2 separate regions of the Sus scrofa genome follow, and region 2 is linked to region 1. A link is a contact called in public HiChIP or PLAC-seq data. All regions are on one chromosome and are shown on one strand. Each heading gives the region's core, a stretch centred on a gene start, on an enhancer-like site or on the middle of the called end of the contact. The rest is flanking DNA. Distances are from core to core; before and after follow the strand shown. Region 1 has its middle 85 kb from the start of ENPP6. Region 2 overlaps IRF2 (interferon regulatory factor 2).

Region 1 (3,112 bases), core at 279-2,778:
AAAAATAAAGGGCTGCACCCGCAGCATATGGAGGTTCCCAGGCTAGCGGTCTAATCAGAGCTGTAGCCGCCGGCCTACACCAGAGCCACAGAAACTCGGGATCCGAGCACCTACACCACAGCTCACGGCAACGCTGGATCCATAACCCACTGAACAAGGCCAGGGATTGAACCCGCAAACTTTTGGTTCCTAGTCAGATTCGTTAACCACTGTGCCATGAGGGGAAATCCCTATTTTATTTTAAAATTTTTTTTGTCTTTTTAGGGCCAAACCCAAGGCATGTGGAAGTTCCCAGGCTAGGGGTCAAATCAGAGCTGCTGCTGCTGGCCTACACCACAGCCACAGCAACATCAGATCTGAGCCTAGCCTGTGACCTACACCGAAGCTCACGTCAACGCGGGATCCTTAACCCATTGAGTAAGGGCAGGGATCAAACCCCAGTCTTCATGGATACTTGTCAGGTTCATCACCACTGAGCCACAATGGGAACTCCCCGTGTGGCTGATTGTATTGGCCAAAGATGGAAAAATAACAGCATCTCCCATCCAGGTCCTTCCAGAACCTTCCCACTAACAGTCCAGATGTAGTGTCAAATTCCCATTCCCTTGAATCTGAGTAGAGTAAGACTCTGTTGTTACCAGGAGAAGACAGTGGCCATGATGCTCTATGACTCTTAGGTCATAAAAGGCCATGGGGCTTGCTGAGTCACGTGCCCTGGGCGTCCTGAGCTTCTACACTAGAAGTCCACCTACCCTGGAGCCACCATGCTGTGAGGAAGCTCCAGCACTTGGAGAGGCCCTGGGTAGGTTCTCTGGTCCACAGGGCTCATCTTCAAAGGCTCCCAGGGCAGGCACTAGACATGAGAGTGAAGGAGTCTTCAGATGATTTTATCCTCAACTGCTGACACCCCCAGCTGTCTAGACTCCTCAGTATCAGGGAACAGAGGCCAGCCATGCCTGCTGTCTAAATTCCAAACTCACAGAATCCATGAGCATAATAGATGGTTGATTTAAACTCCTAAAGTGGGGGATAATTTCTTATGCAGCAATAGTGCTGTGTATTTCCTGATCCCAACCAGGGCACCATACGGGTATGAGCAGTATACGTATTTTCACTGACTTTATTACTCTCTAAGAGTATTCCTGAATCAGAGTCATCATGATAGCCATATGTTATCAGAAGAAAAAGTATCTGAGAGGAGTAAATCACTTTTCTAGAAGAGAAAATTGAGCAGAATCTCCGTGCCTAAAGACCCCTGAAAATGGGCACAACTTCCCCCTCCCCTATAGCCCCCAGGGCGAACTGCCCTCGGAGCACAGGAAAGACCACCACCCTGCATGGCAGGAGCGGTCCCTGCAGGAGAGAAGCAGCCAAGGAAGCTTATCAGACAGATAAGGGATTTCCAGGCAGTCTTGGGAAAAGCCCTTTCTGTTGCACCTTATTTACGCCACACTATGGAGAAGACGGCACACACACACACACTGCCCCGCTGACAAGAGACGGGACTTCCTGGTGATTGGCTAAAGTAATTACTGCTAGGAAGAGAAGGGAAGTGTATGCTTCCGGAGAGTTTTGCTTTCTGTGGCTGAAATATGAGGAACTTGGCAAACATCCCAGACCAAGAAGTCTCTGTGCCAGCCTGATAGCCTAACACACCAAAGTCACCGAAGCGAAAGTGAGCTGTCCTTGCACAGCATCCTTCTTGTGTGGGGAAGGGCTGAAATGCAAAACAAAACACAGTAGATTTTGTAATACTATCTGGACAGTTAAGTAGGCAGCTATAGATGTTGTTAAGACACTTAGGAACCCAAGCGATTATGATTTAGACTCTTTGTTGGTTTCCCTAAGACATCTGAACAATTTTGCACAAACCAGGATGTGCATATCAAGTTCCTGTCTATTCTTACCCAATTAAATTAATTCATCAAGAAAGAATTACTGAGCAGGTAATTCTAAAACCATTCACTTAGATAAAGAAATCCAAGAAAGAACTTTTAAAAATCGGTAGTGAGCTGGAGTTCCCGTTGTAGCTCAGCAGTATCGAACCTGACTAGTGTCCATGAGGACTTGGGCTCGATCCCTGGCCTCACTCAGTGGGTTAAGGATCTGGTGTTGCCGTGAGCTATGGTGTAGGTCGCAGATACGGCTCAGATCCCGTGTTGCTGTAGCTGTGGTGTGGGCCAGCAGCTGCAGCTCTGATTCGATCCCTAGTCTGAGAACTTCCATATGCCACAGGTGCAGCCCTAAAAATCAATATCTATCTATCTATCATCTATCTATCTATCTATCTATCTATCTATCTATCTATCTATCTATCTATCTATCTATCTATATCTGTAGCGAGTGAATGCTTCCTTCCACATTAGCTGGGATTTATTGTACATTATAAATCTACTCAACATTCAAGGATCCAGACTTCAGTTTTAAATACCAGCCTTCCTTCTTCTGGTCCAGAAAGGTGTAAACATGCCCTGAATGTTGGTTTAAAGTAATTGGTTTTGATGTTATCACCTACCAGACACCTTCAATTACCTGGTCACTGCATAACCAAGCCTCCGGCATACCCGGGCTGACACGGTGGGAGAGTCAATCAATGAAGCATCTTGTATTGGTTAAGATGGTGCTGGCCGCTACCACACCTAAACCTTCAAATCTCAGTGGCAAAATATTATTATTTATTTACATGAAATACAAAATAGTATTTATGAAACGTATCTCCTACTCAGGTAGTGTTCAACTGACACAGGCAAACACAGGCAGATCGCCTCACTGCACCGTCAGGTGGAGACCCAGCTGTAGGGGCAGGTCTGTCTTCAGGACCTGGGCAGCGATGCCGCCCATGGCAGTGCCATCCAGCCAACATGCAGGATAGAAAGAGCCAAGGGGAAGGAGGGAGGATGTCATAGGTCAGGCCTGGAAGTGTTTATCCCTTTTGCCCACATTCTCATAGCACAGCTCTGTCACCGCCCAAATTAGATGCAAGTGTTTCTGGGAAATGTCATCCCTGGATTAGCATCTAGTTTCCGGCAACACAGAAGGGAACACACTTCTTTGGTGAATAACCAGCCTTTCTGCCATGCACCTTATTTATACTATGGATTCCATTCACCCC
Region 2 (3,112 bases), core at 315-2,814, 140 kb after region 1:
TATACAAGTGGACAGTGTGAATTTCCAAGAAGAAAACAGAGAGCATGTAGCATTTCTCAAACTTTATTGTATTACAGGAGTTCCCGTTGTGGTGCAGTGGTTAACGAATCTGACTAGGAACCATGAGGTTGTGGGTTCCATCCCTGGCCTTGCTCAGTGGATTAAGGATCCGGCGTTGCTGTGAGCTGTGGTGTAGGTCACAGACGTGGCTCGGATCCCTGCGTTGCTGTGGCTCTGGCATAGGCTGGCAGCTACAGCTCCGATTAGACCCCTAGCCTGGGAACCTCCATATGCCGTGGGAACGGCCCTAGAAAAGGCAAAAAGACAAAAAACAAAAAAAAAACTTTACTGTATTACAGAAAATGTTATGGGCTAAATTGTGTTCCCCTCCAAATTCAGATGTTGAAGTCCAAAACCACAGGACCTCAGAATGTGACTATGTTTGGAGATAGGGCCTTTAAAGAGGCAATTAAGTTAGAGTAATCAGAGTGGGCTCTAATCCAATGACTCACGGTGTCTTTTTTTTTGGCCACGCCCACAGCGTGTGGAAGTCAGGGATCAAATCTGTGGCACAGCAGCAACCTGGGCCACTGCAGTAACAACACTGGATCCTTAACCCACTCCCTTCAAGGGAACTCCCAGTGACTAATGTCTTTATAAGAAGAGATTAGGGCACATAGACAGCAACCCATGGACACACAGAGAGATAAACATCTGAATACACAGCAAGAAGGTGGCCATCTGCAAGCCAAGGAGAGAGGCCTCGCTAGCCCCTTAATTTCAGACTCCCAGCCTCAGCACTGTGAGAAAATACATTTCTGTGATTTCAGCCACATAGTCTGTGGTACTTTGTTGTGGCTGCCCTGCTAAACTCATGCAGAAAACCTATTAGCATGTTAGTGATTAGTTTGGCATATTCTGGGATAGTATTAATAATCATTTTAATACTTTTATTAAAATTTATCCTAGGAGTTCCCATCGTGGCTCAGCGGAAAGGAATCTGGCTAGCATCCATGAGAATGCAGGTTTGATCCCTGGCCTCACTCAGTGAGTTAAGGATCTGGCGTTGCTGTGATCTGTGGTGTAGGTTGCAGATGCGGCTCACATCTGGCGTTGCTGTGATGTGATGTAGGCCAGTGGCCATAGTTCTGATTTGACCCCTGGCCTGGGAACCTCCATATGCTGCTGGTACAGCCCTAAAAAGCCAAAAAAAAATTTATTCTGGAGTTGATCCATTTTTATTAGTCACCTAGTATCACTGATTTATAAACACTAACTTCCCTTACCTTTGCATGAGTTCTGTGCACCTGTTGCACACACATCCTCAGACGGCCAGACTCTGCCATTACAGATAGACAAATGCTTTCTATGCATTGCCCGGCTGTGCTCCTTATTATGCTGGCTGGTGGTTTTGTGTGATGTCAGTGTAGCTAAGCTGGAACTGTGCATCCCAGAAAACCTAGGCAACATTTGGAAGACGGAAGTGACCTGGTGGCTGTGTTTATCGGAAGTTAGAAGGTTGATGTAGGGCCTGGCACTGTGGTAGCTCACACACAAGATAGTGCCTCTGCTGGCTGACCTGACATTGCAGGGCTGCAGCTCAGCCTCCAGCTTCAACTGCTTCTTCAGCTTCTCTGAATGCTTATTAGGTTTGGATGAAACTCCACAGCAAAGTGCACCAGCTCTTCTCTAGGTCAGCTTCATCATCGAAGTTGGAGGACTGGAAGCACGAGAGGCCAAGGCGGCAAGCAGGGGTTCTAGTACATCCATCCACACAGCTTCAAGTTTGTGCCTGCTGGCTTCACGTCTCCACCTCACATCAATCTTCCCCTCATGAACTGGTCCATCCTGCTGATTTCAGGCCCAAGTCTTGACTTAGTACAGACAGACTACACGGACTGCATAACTGGCTCCCATAATCGCATATCTTCTAACCCCCTCCAATACATTCCTTGTTTCCATCAAAGTGGTTTTGCTCCTCTGATCAAACTATGCTGATACACATTTTGGAAGCAGACTGATATAATAAAAACCTAGAGCATTTGCACTGACTTTGGGACTGACCTTGAACGTCTGTCAGTGAAGGCTCAAATAAACATAGGGAAAATATTGTTGGAGTCTGGGGAAAAGTAGACATTTTTATATAGTGGTGGGAAGTTTAGCAACACTGACACTTGAGGTAACTTGGAAAATAGAAACCATACGGATGAACTGTGTGACCTCACCAAGGAAATGTCCAAGAACAGTGTTGCCAGTGCCACCTGGCCTCTTCCAGCTCTTGCAATAAAACAAGAGAGTATAAAGATAAGCTAATGAATAAATAATTAAATATAAAGGTGAAAGGTCTTGCTGAGTTTGAAATGGTTTTTCATTCCCAGATGACAAATCTAAAATTAAGAAATGGCTTCTAGATCTGGTTCTGGTCAAGATGGAGTGAGCAGATTCCATGGTCTGTCTCCCACTGATTCAACCTAAAAACCCTAGACAGAATACATAAGGCAACTAATGAAGACTCGGAAAAGAAATAATAGTGGGTAGATTGGGGAGGAAAGTCAAAACTCCAAGAAAATCCAATAAGATGGTGAGTGTCTTGGATTTTTTTCCTTCCACATCTCTTGGCATAGATGCAGGACAATCTGGGACTCAGAATTACTCAAGTTGTACAGTCAGAAAAAAGTCCAAGAGAAACTCTGATCAAAGGAAAGGACAGAAGGAGTCATGAGAGAATTCCTCTGTTTTTGCTCCTCCCAACCTGTCTTGATGCCACAAAACATTGAAATTCAGGGGTCTTGGGGAAGGGATAAGAGTAGCTTGCATGTAGAAGTGGGTGGCAGAGGGCAGACTGTGGCAGACTGTATCACCCAAAAATGGCCATAACAGTATCTCCCATCCCACACTCTCTTTTAACAACATGATCTTGCCATCTCCCATCAAGAGGTGGAGTCTAGGAGTTCCTGTCGTGGCTCAGTGGTTAATGAATCCAACTAGGAACCATGAGGTTATGGGTGCGATCCCTGGCCTTGCTCAGTGGGTTAAGGATCCGGCATTGCTGTGGACTGTGGTACAGGTCACAGATGTGGCTTGGATCCCGAGTTGCTGTGACTATGGCGTA

The links. HiChIP or PLAC-seq counts read pairs in DNA pulled down with a chosen protein or histone mark.
Region 2: a contact with region 1 is called in an H3K27ac HiChIP or PLAC-seq map of alveolar macrophages. The contact joins two enhancer-like sites. A contact is called at or near these places in 2 of 2 datasets of contacts at active chromatin or transcription factors (alveolar macrophages and skeletal muscle).

Annotation. Positions count from the first base shown.
Region 1 is chr15:45,524,238-45,527,349 of Sscrofa11.1, forward strand. No RefSeq gene overlaps it. Among named protein-coding and RNA genes, the nearest start is that of ENPP6, 85 kb to the left of the region's middle. Within about 2 kb of position 1,529, at least 45 of the 83 cell types and tissues checked have an H3K27ac peak or open chromatin away from gene starts, as enhancers often do. A contact at or near this core is called in alveolar macrophages, where this site is marked.
Region 2 is chr15:45,659,302-45,662,413 of Sscrofa11.1, forward strand. The region is part of intron 3 of IRF2 (interferon regulatory factor 2); the gene reads right to left. Among named protein-coding and RNA genes, the nearest start is that of IRF2, 32 kb to the right of the region's middle. Within about 2 kb of position 1,565, at least 1 of the 83 cell types and tissues checked has an H3K27ac peak or open chromatin away from gene starts, as enhancers often do. A contact at or near this core is called in alveolar macrophages, where this site is marked.